Linked DNA regions of Rattus norvegicus: regions 1 and 3 are each linked to region 2. The links are chromatin contacts, called in public Hi-C maps. All regions are on one chromosome and are shown on one strand. The core of a region is the stretch at or near the end of the contact, and the rest is flanking DNA. Distances in the headings are between cores, read along the strand shown. Region 1 has its middle 100 kb from the start of Tnp1. Region 2 holds the start of Igfbp5 (insulin-like growth factor binding protein 5). Region 3 has its middle 45 kb from the start of Tnp1.

What was found. A called contact is a pair of places that touch in the nucleus more often than the background predicts.
Region 1: a contact with region 2 is called in a Hi-C map of psoas muscle, with 5 times the contacts expected there. The contact joins the enhancer-like site here to the promoter of Igfbp5 in region 2. A contact is called at or near these places in 2 of 12 Hi-C or Micro-C datasets (frontal cortex and psoas muscle).
Region 3: a Hi-C map of Schwann cells shows a contact between it and region 2, with 12 times the contacts expected there. The contact joins the enhancer-like site here to the promoter of Igfbp5 in region 2. A contact is called at or near these places in 2 of 12 Hi-C or Micro-C datasets (Schwann cells and mammary epithelial cells).

Annotation. Positions count from the first base shown.
Region 1 is chr9:82,143,595-82,148,018 of GRCr8, forward strand. No RefSeq gene overlaps it. Among named protein-coding and RNA genes, the nearest start is that of Tnp1, 100 kb to the left of the region's middle. Within about 2 kb of position 1,492, at least 8 of the 93 cell types and tissues checked have an H3K27ac peak or open chromatin away from gene starts, as enhancers often do.
Region 2 is chr9:81,912,485-81,916,789 of GRCr8, forward strand. Igfbp5 (insulin-like growth factor binding protein 5) reads right to left here and starts at 1,703. Exons shown (of 4, transcript NM_012817.2): 1 at 822-1,703. The coding sequence starts at 1,155.
Region 3 is chr9:82,086,604-82,091,043 of GRCr8, forward strand. No RefSeq gene overlaps it. Among named protein-coding and RNA genes, the nearest start is that of Tnp1, 45 kb to the left of the region's middle. Within about 2 kb of position 2,653, at least 3 of the 93 cell types and tissues checked have an H3K27ac peak or open chromatin away from gene starts, as enhancers often do. A contact at or near this core is called in Schwann cells, where this site is marked.

The sequences.
Region 1 (4,424 bases), core at 242-2,741, 230 kb after region 2:
CACAGGACCCTTTTGGTGAACAGCAGAGGTACTGACTGTTAGCTACGCTCCTGAGTCTTCTTCATATTGTTTCTTTAAATATGCAAAACACGTTCATTAAAGATGGTCCCCAATCCCTTGCCCTCATTCTCTCAGGCTCATGGAGAGCATTTTTTATCACACTAGTTAAAATAAAAAAGACAAGGAAGCACCTGAGCCTTGTGTGCTGGTAGCAACAAGTGAGATGGGCAGAGAATGAACGGGCAGTTCCACCAACGATACGTTCTGCTCGTGAAGCACACCGCTCCGTGCGACCTCTGAAGACCCAGACGGGAGCAAACTCCATTTCAAATCAGTGTGGAAGGCCTCTCAGGATCTCTCTGGGGAGGGTGTCCTTGGGAGACCTGAGAGGACAGGCAAGTTAGCATGTGATGTTGAGCATCCAGTCAGGAGCAAAAGTTCCAGCCCTGCCTCGGCTCACACAGGCATCCTGGGCAGGGAGCGAGGGAGGTTCAGTCTGCGTCTGTTCTGGTGTTGCTGATCGCTACTGGAGAAAGAGACTCCATCTTACCCAGCCCTCTTCGTCTTTCGTTCTGCCCGGTTATGTAAGGTCACCCAGACAGAGAACGTGCTTTGCTGCACACATGGTCCCATCTTAAACACAGTGGACTTGGACTCAGAGAGGGAGTCGCAGCCTTGGCGCTGGCCCTAATGACTTGCATGGCTCCGGGCAATCACTTTTCTTCTGGTTCTTAGTTTTCCTAACTGAAATAGCTTAGTCATTTTGTTTAGTGTGTGTGTGTGTGTGTGTGTGTGTGTGTGTGTGTGTGTGTGTGTGTGTGTATAAGACAGAAAGTGGGGGAGGCATACTTGTGCTTTATCACAAAAGTGCCTAAGCTCAGAGATCGGAGATACAGAAACAGGATGGAGTTCCCTGATAAGGCTCAGAGGGAGATACATAGACTTCCCACTTGCTCAAACCCTTCTCTTCCACACCCTCCAACACATACTTTAAAAACCTCGAGAATGGGTAAGCTGCATTTTTTCCTAATTAAGCTTTACAACCACAAATAATTTTAAAAGGCCCACGTCCAAATATATACACGCTGGCAAGCTATATAGATTTACTGCTGCCTATGTGTCTTGACTATAATTTTTTTCGAGAACAAAATAAGCACAGCGATAAGGTTCAATATTTTCTTCCCACACCCCAGTAGATTGTTTTACTCAATGCCTGTGATACACACACCCTGGTTTGGAGAACACTGGCCCCAGGGGTCCCCAGGTTCTTTCCAGCCATGTTGTTCTAGGTGCCTAGAACAGAGAAATGGTGATCACTGTTCACAGAAGCAGCAAGTATTTTGTTTGGGAAAGTGAAAATATCAAGGTCACTTCAGGGGAAGGGAAATACGGCTCTGTCAAGTCAAGGCCGGTTGTACTTCTCAGTGGGCCGGACACATTCTGCTGGCTCAAAGATCTATCTGGAGTTCACAGGCTCTGACACTTAGGTAGTCACTCTAGCTTCTGGTAAGGATTACTTTCTTCTAGTCATGAACTAGAAGTAGCCCCAGACCAGGCTGTGCTGAGGGTTTACTTTTCTTTTCTAGAAAAAAAATTCTTGTAAACAAACATGCAAACTGTCTTAGTCATTTAAGAAGAGTTTTATGAGGAGTGGGGACCTTAGGGGGTGTGTGCAAACTCTCTTCATCATTTAAGAAGAATTTTGTAAGGGGGTGTATTTTAGCCTCTTCTTTCTCCTTAGTCCTCCAGTAAGTGACTGTTTTGTTGAAGAAAGGTCGCTTTCTTTGGGAGGACCACAGGGCTCAAGGGAGTGGTGGCTGAAACCCAGTCCCCAGTCCCCACTCATAATTCACTTGAGAGATATGCAAAGCTGTCAGGACTGCCAAAGGCCTGCTTGCCAAGGCGGGCTCCTCTCCAATGCACTTCTATATTTATGAGAAACCGAAATAAAACACAGCGCTAAAAGACAGGCACAGACACACAGTCAGGCAATCCCCAAGAGCATGCCTAACAAAAGGCAAAAGACTCGGGACAGGCCATCAGGAGGTCAGCAGAACAAAATGGTGGCTTCGTGGCTCCGGGGACCCTGATCTTGGCCCAGCCTGAAATCTATCTTTGGACAAAGTCTGGAGAAGTCTTATTACCCCTGTGTCAGTGTGGCCAACTGAGAAGATTCCCATCACCAGCTGAGTTCCCTAACGTTGCCATGGCAAAGCCTCACAAATCCAGTGGCTCACACAGGCTCCATAGCTTTCTCATGGTCCTGGAGGCTCAAAGTCTGAAGTCGAGGTGTCAGCAAGGCGGTGGTGCTCCCTCTAAAGGCTGAAGTTAGGGGCTCCTCCTTGGTTCTCCAGGCTCTTCATGGTGGCCGGCATCCTTGGTGTTCCCTGGATCAGAGCTACATCATTTCTGTCGACTGTGACCTTTCCCCTCAACCTTTCTTCTTGTGCATCTGCTTTTGCCTAAACCCTCCCCCTTGACTCGTCCTCCCCATCTCTCCTTTCCCTTTTATGTATGTGTGTGTGTGTGGCGGGGGAGGCACTTTCATGTAGCCCAGGCTGTCTCTACACTTGCTATGTAGACAAGGATAGTCTTGGACTTCTTGATCCTCCTTCCTCTACCTCCCAAGTGCTGTAATTACAATCCATTCTATCGTTGACTCCCATTTATGTGGCGATGGGGATTGAAAACAAGGCTTCTGGCCTAGAGATTTGCTTGCTCCGAAAGATTCTCAATCCCTCCAGCTTACTTTTTTTTTTTTTTTAAATAAGGATATCAGTTATGTTGACGTTAGGGCCCAACCTAATCCAGTATGACATAATCTTAAGTTAGTTACATCTACAGAGACCCTGTTTATCACTGAAGTCACTTTCCTAAGTTCTGAGTGGACATACACTTTGGAACAGAACAGGGAGCATATTTAACCTAATGTGGTCCTTAAATATACTTTCCCCAGGAAAGAAAGAGAAATAATGCCTCTTTATAACTTTTAATAATAATAAGCTATTTATTCTTCTTATTGCATGTGTGCATGCATTTCTGCTGGCTCGAAGTTTTTGCTTCCTTAAGTTCATAATAGCCATTGTGAAGCTTCTGAGGAGGGGCTGTGGCAAATGGGAAGGCAGATGGCCTTGAGGTTTCTCTTTAACTCTCTCCATGGGCCGACCTCTTGCAAGTCCGAGAGCTTAAGCCCTTTCTCTGTATTCCTGAGGTGTAGAGATCGCTCAGCACTTTTCCGAAGGCTGCAAGGAGGGATCCACAACTCATGTCTAAGGTGGGCAGGAGAAGGTTCAGATCTCGAATGTGACTTGGTCATATCAAAGCCTGAACTGAGCAGAGTCAGTTGAGTGGGTCCGGGACATCTGGTCTGAATTTAGCTTTGAAGATCAACTTCAAGGCTTGGGCTTGGGGCTACTTTACTTTGCTTAGTTTTTAAAGAGACATCTGACTTCCTTTATCTACACATCTATAAATCTGACTTCATCCTTTGTCTGTGTCTGCCCTCTCTTTGTCCATGTTGTTTCTCTTGCCTGATGGTCACTTGTCCTAACACTTAGTTTCTAACCATTAGAAAAATAAATCCGTTCTTTCTGTCATGCCTCCTGGCCAGTCTGCTCAGTTGCTAGTGGAGAGGAATTCAGCTTCCCTCATGGGCACGCTGACTCACATGCTCACCCTAGGTGAAGCTTTGCAGTCTCCATTGTTCACACTGACAGAGATGGAGATGAGAAAGAGGAGATTTGAAAAGTGTAGAGGGCGGGAGTGCAGGGGAAAAAATCAGAAAAAAAAAGTGAGGAAGTGACTGACCCCAGCCAAGACCAACAGATGAAAACCTGGGGATGAAACCTGGAAGGGCCACAGAAAACCCAGTGGGCAGCTTGGGGCTGCATCGAATCGGCGTGCAGTGAATATAATGCAGAACAATTTGGAGATATTGGGAGCAAAGAAATCCACACGGGGACCCGGCCAAGGGGACAGGGAGGAGGAAACTGGATGGAGGGGAGAGATAGCTGGTAGTAAGTTCTGTGGTCTGAAATTGACACTGTAAACTTTTCTGACCCTGTATAGTGTTTAATATCTGAATGTCTGCCCTGGAGAAAGTCCCAGAACACTCCCACGTCCTGGTCTACATATCCCTTGCTTCTTAGCTCCATGTTCCTGGGCTAGGGAATAAGGATTCATTTTGTCTTTCGAATTTGTGTAAGAGAAACAGGTCAAAGATCTCTTTCTTGTCTTTGTGTGTGTGTGTAACCCTCAGGAAGAGGCAGGTGTCCATGTGCTGTCCCTACCCGTGTTGGAGGGCCCTCCGTCATTCATAGCTAGTCTTGAATCAGCAACGATAAGAGTAAACCTTGGAAGGCCATGTTCTTGGAAGGCTGCAATACTCTCGTCAGAACTCCATTCTCTTCCGTCCCCAGCTCCAT
Region 2 (4,305 bases), core at 453-2,952:
ACTCTTTCAGCCCATACCCCACGCGCTACCCCAGCACTCCTGAAGTATTCTTTCTCTTCCTGGGAGGAAAAAAAAGAGACATTTTACAGTCTAACGTGTTTTATCATCGATCATAGTCAATCATATTAATTCAAAAGCAGCAAGTGTACATGGGGGTGAGCTCTCAATACCGTCACCCAAAAGACATTAGTTGTCAAAGATGTGGGGTGTGTGTGTGAGTGTACGCGCGCGCGCGCGCGCGCGCGCGCGCCCCTGAGCAAGTAGGAATGGAGGGAGAGGTAAATCTGGAGGCACTGAGATGGGGGTTGGGGTGAGGCTTGGAGGGAATCAAGGTAGAATTAGCTCTGAAGATGGATAACGCATCTCTAGATTCCAATTAGAATGACCTTTAACACAAAAGAATCTTTAAAGTTTAGGGAGAAAAGTATGGGGGCGGGGTGGAGAAGGGAGTTGATAATTTAACCTGTTCTTTTTCAGAGTGGATTCTAGGGATTTGGACTTTGAGACTCAGAAGGAGCTCGGAGTCAGGATTGCCACGAGTTAGGAGTGGGGGAGGGTCAGGCTGGGGTGGAGATTGAAAGGAGATGGAGTGTAAACTGGTACAGGCCGAGTTAGGCAGCAGCTTAGGATAGCAGGCTCTGCCAGGGATTCAAGTCTGAGGTGCAAGGACCCACCCCATCTACTCCCAGGAGCTACCAGGGTCTAAGCCACTGGCGTGCGCAAAGCGCTCGAGTTCCCAATCTATCCCGGGTCCCCACCCATCCAAGGTGCCTCCCTCCCCAGCTCGCGTGTGGTGCAACTGGAATCCCGGTAGCGCTCACCTATCTTGGTTTGCTCGCCGTAGCTCTTTTCGTTGAGGCAAACCCCGCGGCCGTGCAGCAGGGCGTGCAGCGGCTTCTCCTCATCCTGCCGGGGGAGACAGCGCAAACCCTGGGCGCAGCGCTCAGTGTAGACGCCACACGACTGTCCCTCCGCCAGGGCGCAAGTCATGCAGCAGCCACAGCCGGGCTCTTTGACCAGCTCACAGCCCAGAGGGCTGGGGGGACACATGGACAGAGCTTTCTCGTCGCAGGGTTCACAATGCACGAAAGAGCCCAGGCCTTGAGCCGGCACGGCACAGGCGGCCAGCAGCAGGAGGACCACGCTGATCACCATTTTTTCCGAGTCTGGCTTTACCTCGGGGCGGGGCAGGAGAGCGAGAGTGTGTGGAGAAAGGGGCCAAGAGGGAGCCTGGAGATTTTTTTTTTTTAAAAAATATCTCTTGCAGGTAAAGCAGGTGCTGTCCTCCAAACACTTGCAAAATATGAGGCAAGGAGGATTCAGGTGCCTGCACGCAAGTCCCAATTGCAAGGATTAAAGACTTGCAACAGGTTGGGGGTGAAAAAAAAAGAGGCGCGCCAGGTGCACGCAGTGAGTGGAGACCCAGGCGGGATCGGGGCAGAATTGGAGGGGTGATGAAGAGAAACACAGAATCGCTCACCCCAAAGCTACAGAAATAATGATCTTGGAGGCCTTGAAACGGGGAGAGGTGAAGGAAAAAAAATGGATTTGGCTTAATTTTTTTTTTTTTTGCCTTTGCTTAAAACCTAAAACGCACCCCCACTTCTCTCAGCTGCCAGCTGCGCCGCTGCGCAGAACAGGTAAGAGGCGTCGGCGGCGCCAAGAAGATCGGGAAAATGTTGAAATCAAGGGAGAGGAAAAAAGAAAAAGGCAAAAACTCAGACCTCACCAAACCTGGACCCCAACACCTCTTTTCTCCTGCTCTGCCACCACCTCTTCGAAACCCGCAGGAAGTCCGGAGAAGGGTGCAGACCGAGGAGGGGGATAACAAAAAGGAACAAAAAAGGGGGGAAAAAAAGCCCAAACAGCTTTGCAGCTCTTTCCTAGCTCTTTTAAAACCCCCGGCAGAAGTTTCCAAAGAGACTGCGGGCTCTGGTCGAGCAGGCGCTTTTAAATAGACGGCCCCTGGCTGCCAGCCAGTTGTAGCTGCAATTTGAGCTCCCCAACACCCAACCCATGCAAGGATGCCAGGGAGCTTTGCAGCGCAAACTCACACGGGGTGGGGGTGGGGAGAGGCCTTCTAGACACGGGGGCTCCCCTTCGCTCCCTGCACAGCGCCCTCCTCCCCACGGAATGTACGGAAAGGGCTTGGGGGTACGGGGCGAGCTACAGAGGAGAAGAGGGAGAAAGTAGAGGGAGGGGTGGATGGCTGTAATCGTCAGGAGCTGGGTGAACACAATGGGGCGAGTGGGTTTTCTGGACAACTAGCCCGGACACTGGCTGTTAGGAGTCACATTTTCTTATTAGCCGTGTATACCCTACCCAAGAAGTCATTTCCAACTTAAGAAAAAAAAGTGTCTAAATGACTATTGAAGGTTTGCCTGTCTGTGTGTTTGTGTTTGGGGGACAAGTAGTGTACAGTAGCTGGTGAGGGGCGTTGAGATGAATTTAAAGGAGAAAAGGAGGGTGTGTGTGCACACACACCCCTCCCCCCATCAGAAGTCCGGACAGAGGGATTATGGCACGGGCTTGTCGTTGTTGTTCTGGTGGGATACTGATTTTGGTTATACTCAATGGTCATTTTCTTTCACCTACATAGATGACTAGGGAAGCTCGTGTGTGTGTGTGTGTGTGTGTGTGTGTGTGTGTGTGTGTGTGTGTGCACTGTGTACTTTCAAGAAAGGATAACCCCCCCCTTCTGCCCCAGCTTTGTTGGGAGCAGTGACTGAGTCCCTGGAGAAAATGCTGTGGGTGGTCAATTTTATCTGGTGACATAGACACCTTCAATGTCCTTTTAAATGGAAGGAAGGTAGACTAAAGTGATAACCTTCTTGGGGTTGACAACAGGGCAGGCAGATCCTGGAGCGAACAGGTACCTGACTGCAGGAGACCTTGTTTTAAGATTAATGTGTGCAGAGGTATTTGAGACGGCAGGACCCTGGGGCCTCCACATGAGAAGTCCTCACCCAGGACTTCATGCCTCACAAATCCCCAGACCGCTGGTCAGCACTTGGGACCATTCTCCCCGTAGGAAAATGAAAGAAAACTTAATTTTTGAAAGAAGGAATATGATGGCTTTAGCTCTTTTTGTTTGTTTTGAAAATTAAGTTGACCTGATAGGTGGTCTGTAGACTGCCCACCCATGTAAAAAAGACATGACCAAGAGCATGATGGTGTCTGGGGAGTTCTTGCCCTTCTTGGAGTCTCTTCTGCCCTTGCTAAGTGCTCTGTTCTTTTAGGAAAAGGGGCTGCATTTCATGACTTTTGCCACTAGACTGCACCCTTATCTATGATAAGAATTCTTGCTGGAGGACTGCTTTTGAGAAACTATTTCCCTGGCTGGCTCCGTTGGGATCATCTCACCCGGTGGTGTTCTCATTCCCGATCCTGATCAGAGTGTCAGTTCTCTGTGTGCCAATAGGCACATTTTTTAAGCAAACCCAAAGTTTAAAGTTGTGCTTTTACACTCATTGCCAACGCAGTTTTATTGTGTTGGTGGCTAGGAGAGGGAGGAAGAGCAGTGTGCACCAATGTAACAAAAAGGCGGGCGGGGGCCGGGGGATGGTTGGCTCCCAGAACCTATCTCTACTGTCAGAAGGCCTGGGAAAGCAGGGAGCAAATGAATGTTAAAAAATAGGTTGCGGTATTTTAGAAGGAAAAGAGAGCAAGTGTTATTTTCTCATTTGAGTCAAGTTCAGGTGGGAAGTGGTAGAAAGAGGCGTGGCGTGGGGATGGGTTCAGCTCACCCTGGTGTAGCATTTGCAATGGGAAAACTAGGTCTTCTGTCCAGTTCCTCAAAAGTTGCTCAGTTCTCTCAAAATATGGCCTATAGTAGTCGATTTTTTTTTCTTTTGCTAGCTGACTTCTCATGGCTGGAGAGTACCCCGTGTGTAAGGACCAGTAAAAGAGGAGATGGTTTGTAGGGAAGAGAGGGGGGCAGAGAGAAGAAAAGTGAGAGAGGATGGGGAATTGGTCCTTGAAAGGTGATAGTGAGGTCATGGGGAGAGATCAGTGAAAGACTGTGTATGTTAAGCAACCATGTTGATCTCTACTTCCAAAAGGGCAGAAGGAACTCAGAGACAGGAACACAGGGTGAACACAAAAGAAAGTACAGGCTCCTCCAATCCTGGCATTGTCTGCAAGGATTTTTGTCCAAAGATCTGTGACTAGAGAGGTGAGTTTTATGGTGAACAATCTACATGTGACGTTTAGTGACAAGCATTCTGGGTGTTGGGGCATAAGGGCTTCCCATGATTCCATTCTTTCCATTCTATTTGAAAAGCTCCGGGCTCTTTACGATAACCT
Region 3 (4,440 bases), core at 1,403-3,902, 180 kb after region 2:
ATGAGACTTCAGTGAGGAGCAGATCAGAAAGACAGACTGCCTTAGTACCAGTTCCAGCTCAGTTCCTCGTGTTGTGTGACCTTATGTAAGTCTCAAGATCTCCCACATAGGGTTATTACATGGATTACAAAAATTACATGAGATATTTATTAGTATAATCAGGGTATCATGACATAATGGTGGGGCCTTGTAATCATAAACCACTTTGGGGTTACCTAGAGTCCTTTGGCATGCTATAGAGTTTAATAGATGGAGCACTCATTCTGTGCCCTTGGGAAGAAAGGGCTTTGGTATCATGTCAGTATGCCAGGAAGACAAAGAAGTTTTCAGTCACTTTGGGGCTGCGGATCTCATCAGTGGTCAGCAGTGACTCTTCTGATAGAAGCTGGGAGAGTCCCTTCTAAAGAGAAGTTTGATGTCTCAGCCTCAAGCCTTGGTGGGGGCTATTAGCTCATAGATGGGCCCCTTAGCTATACTGTGAATGGTCTAGAAGTCATCATGAGTCAAAGTACCTTCTTGCAGACCCAGGGGGCTGCCACAGAGAGGTCAGGGAGAGTGGGAAGGTGAAGTGAGGCGTTTTCTCTCTCATCTATAAGATATACCACCACATCATCTGTTTGCATTGTTCGGCAGGACATTGGTCATAGGGAAGGAACACTAGGATTAGGATTGATCAGCTTTCTGAATAAAGTTCTAAGTTTCTAGTTCTTTCTTCTGACAACACCCTGATGATATTCAGTCATAATGAAGGACTAAAGAGAGACTTTATTCCACAGAGGGCACCAAGAAGATAACTGTCTCCAGGTTGGGGTAAAGTAAGTCATCCTGGGTGGTCAGTGTTGATTCAACCCTCCTAGAATTCTGACAGTATTTTCTTTTATTTTCACAGATAAGTTTTACTCAAAACTGTAAGGCAAGGCTTAAGAGTGGTTCTCAGATTAATAGAAGACAGATGTGAGTTCAATCTTAATTTGTGTATACTAACTGGACACTGAACTCGAGTCTCCTCTTCTAGACCATAAGGATGGGGACATTAATGAAGGCCTGCAGGGAGAAGACATGGAGTCACATGTCAGGCAAAACAGTGTCAAGTTCTATTCTAGATAATAGTTGTATCCCCTCCTCCTTCTTGTCCTTCTCTTCTCCTCCCTTTTATGTCTACATCATTTCCCTATTCCTTAGCATCTTTCTGAATTGATGGTCCTAGTCAAAAAGGGCATTGGATAAGACAATAAGAGAAGGATTAGTGTAGGAATGGGGCAGCCAGACATTACCTCTCCATGTCTATATTCAGCACCAATGATCTGGCTGGGTAATGGGAAATTATCTGTCACTCAGGTACCTAGGGAGGAGGACTCCTTGTTCAAATTGCATAATAGTTATTAGAGAGATAGGCCTGAAAAGAGCTGCTATCAGGTGCCAGAGAGGCCAAGCACAGATAAAAAGGGACAAGGAACAGGGAGGCAGAAGGAAGGTTAAACTCCAGGAAGCAGAGGGTAAAGGACAGAGGGACATGCTTAGGAGCAGAGTCGTCCCAAGGAACACTATCCAAGCAGCAGCTTTCTGGGTACAAACTTTCTGGGAAAGCTTTCTAAATAGAGGATGAGAAGGGTGTTTGACTCTCCAAAGACTAAACACTTAAATTTGTCATTTTCCTTCCAGTGGTTTTCCATAGGGCTCTGGAACTGAGAAATCATTTGATGTCATCAATAGGGAGAATGAAGATCCCAGAGACATGACAGGATTTGCTCCCACGCTTACTGACCAGAACTGGTTAACTACAATGTATGCTTGTGTGTGCATCTGCCTGTGTATATGAGGGCACAAATGTGAGGGCTTGTGAAGGACAGATAGGGGAGAGCTTTGGATGTCCTTGGGTGCCATTTTTTTCCCAGCAAGCCTCCAGGCATCTGTCTGTCTCTGCCTTCCTGGCGATGGAACTAGAAGCATGAGCCATTCCACTCAGCTTTTTACTCTTGTATGGCCTCTGGCAATTGAACCCGGGTCTTCATGTTTGCAAGGCAACTACTTTGCTGACTGCCTGACCTCCCTAGCCTGTCAGGAAAATGTGGAAGATAGCCTCAAAATGGCCACTCAGTAGCACCTAGCCTGATAGCCACATCATTTTTATGACTCCCTCACATTGAGCATGGGCTGAACTCCCCAACTTGCTCCCACAGAATAGAATAAAGCAGAAGCAACTTGACATCACCTCAAGCTTAAGTACTAAGTACTAAGCGGAAGGTACTAAGTCTCCTGCCTCAGCTTTCTCCTCCTTACTCAGACATTTAATAGACATGCCAATGAACACAGGGCTTGTTTTAGCTACTAACTGGAACTTTGATATGGGAGAGAAGATTCTGCAAGACTAGATTCCCATCTCTGCATGGTGACAGCCAAACTTAGATACTTGCTAAAAACTATTTCCACTCTCTATATCTGGGGAGTCTATGGACTCCAATATCCCCCTCGACATAGCTCTTTCCCCTACTCTCAGAAGTCAACTCAGCATCCATACCGCCACATTCATATTTGGTGCCTTCCCTTCTTGCCCAGGAACCAGAACAATCAAAGCAGCCCTGTCTCTTGCTTGGCTGAATAAGCAAGAACTGCGGGGTTGGGGGGCAGGGGCTCGGTTCACCAGCTGGGAGAGTCCATGGTTACTCTTTTGGCTTTGTCTTCACCCTGAGTGACACAGCACCAGCATCTGTGCACTGCCCCAGAGGGCACTCAAGGCATCTGACCTTTTCATCCCTGGGTGGCTGTGGTCTTAAGAGAAGAATACCATAATGGCCCTCTGTTCTTAGTGGACTTTGCTGAGCTAAGCTGGGCTAACAGGAGCATCATAAAAGCCCTGGGGTGAATGAGGGTTTTCTGAAGGTCATCTCGGCCATTCTTCTGCATCTGGGAAGGGCAGCTAATTAGGGATTTGGCAGGCTAGAGATGCACCAAGAAGGTGACTCTTTCATTTAGGAATTGCAAGAAGGTCCTGCAGGATCCCCAGTTAATAAAGTAGGGTACTTTCTCCCCTGATGGCCACTTCTGACCATTTCTCTTTTCCTCCAATATTCCCCTATTTTTCCTCTTTTCTATGTGAGCCAACTCATATTGCAGAGGAAAACGCAAGCATTAATTACACTTTCCGTTCCATGATTCTCTTCATCTGGAAAAGTTTCATTAAGAAAGGAATTCAGGGCTGGGCGGGGATTGCTTAGTGGGGAAAGCACCTGCTTCATTGGTGTGAGGACCAGAGTTCAGATCTCCAAGGCCTACATAAAATCTGATATGGCAGTGCATGTCTGCAATCCAAGATCACGGGTCAGGTAGAGTGGCATACAGTGTGGTGACCAAGACAGTTTCAAACAAGGTGGAAAGCTAGCACCGACACCCAAAGCTGCTCATTTGTCTTTTTTTCTTGGTCACACCCCTATCTTTCACTCCCACTCTGTCTCTGTCTCTGTTTCTCTGTCTCTGTCTCTGTCTGTCTGTCTCTGAGAGAGACACACAGAGAGACACACAGAGAGCTAGAGAGAGGGGGAGGAGAGGGAGAGGGAAAGAGAGAAAGAGTGAGGAGAGGGGCAGGGAGAGAAAAGGAGAGGAAACCGAAGTCTACTTATTGCAGCCACCAGGTGAGCTATGAGCTACAGTGAGCGAGAAGGGAAGAACAAAGTTAGAGATGAGATGTAGGGACTTTGAATCAGGTTCTGTGCCACCTGAGGAGAGGCACTATGGATGAATAAGCTCCAAGAACACAGCAAACTGGAGAAGGTTTCATTGGCCAAGACCAGAGAGACTAAAGCCCAGGACCCAGACTTTCGTCTTTCCTGTCTCATGGTCTTTTCCAAAGATTTGTTTCATGGCCTGAGTCACTATACAGGATATGACTGCTGGCTTTGGTGAGGGGAGAAAAATAAATCCTGCCCCTTTCTCAAGAAATAAACGTAAAAGCTCTTTGGGCTCATTAAACAGGCGGTTACAAGGCATCTTCGGCTTCCAGTGGCTCTTACCAAATAGCATTTTGATGAGTTAAGTGTTAATGAATCAGAAACATATGGATAAAATTTCCCTGAGAACACAGGAGTTTCTGAAACAAGCAGAGTCACCCCATTCCCCTTGGGCTCTGGGCCTGGGTGTCAGAAACTCATCTCCCCTCTGTGGCTTACTGGTAGGACTGCTCACCCTCTGGCCACCCAGCTTGTTCTGTTTTCTCCTGGAAGTCGTCCTCATCTCCTGTGGTTTAGTGGCCAAGTGGCTGGGGTGGGCCTAGAGCAGAAAGGTCACCTACTGAGAAAGATGAATGAGAAAAGGAAGGAAGGCTGGGAAGAGGCAAGCCAAGCACTCAGAGACGACGGACCATGTGCTGGCTGGAGAAGTCACGTGTTTGTAGAGGCCAGTTGACTTTAGCTTTTGCAGCTCCATGGAAAGCAGTCAGCAATGCTT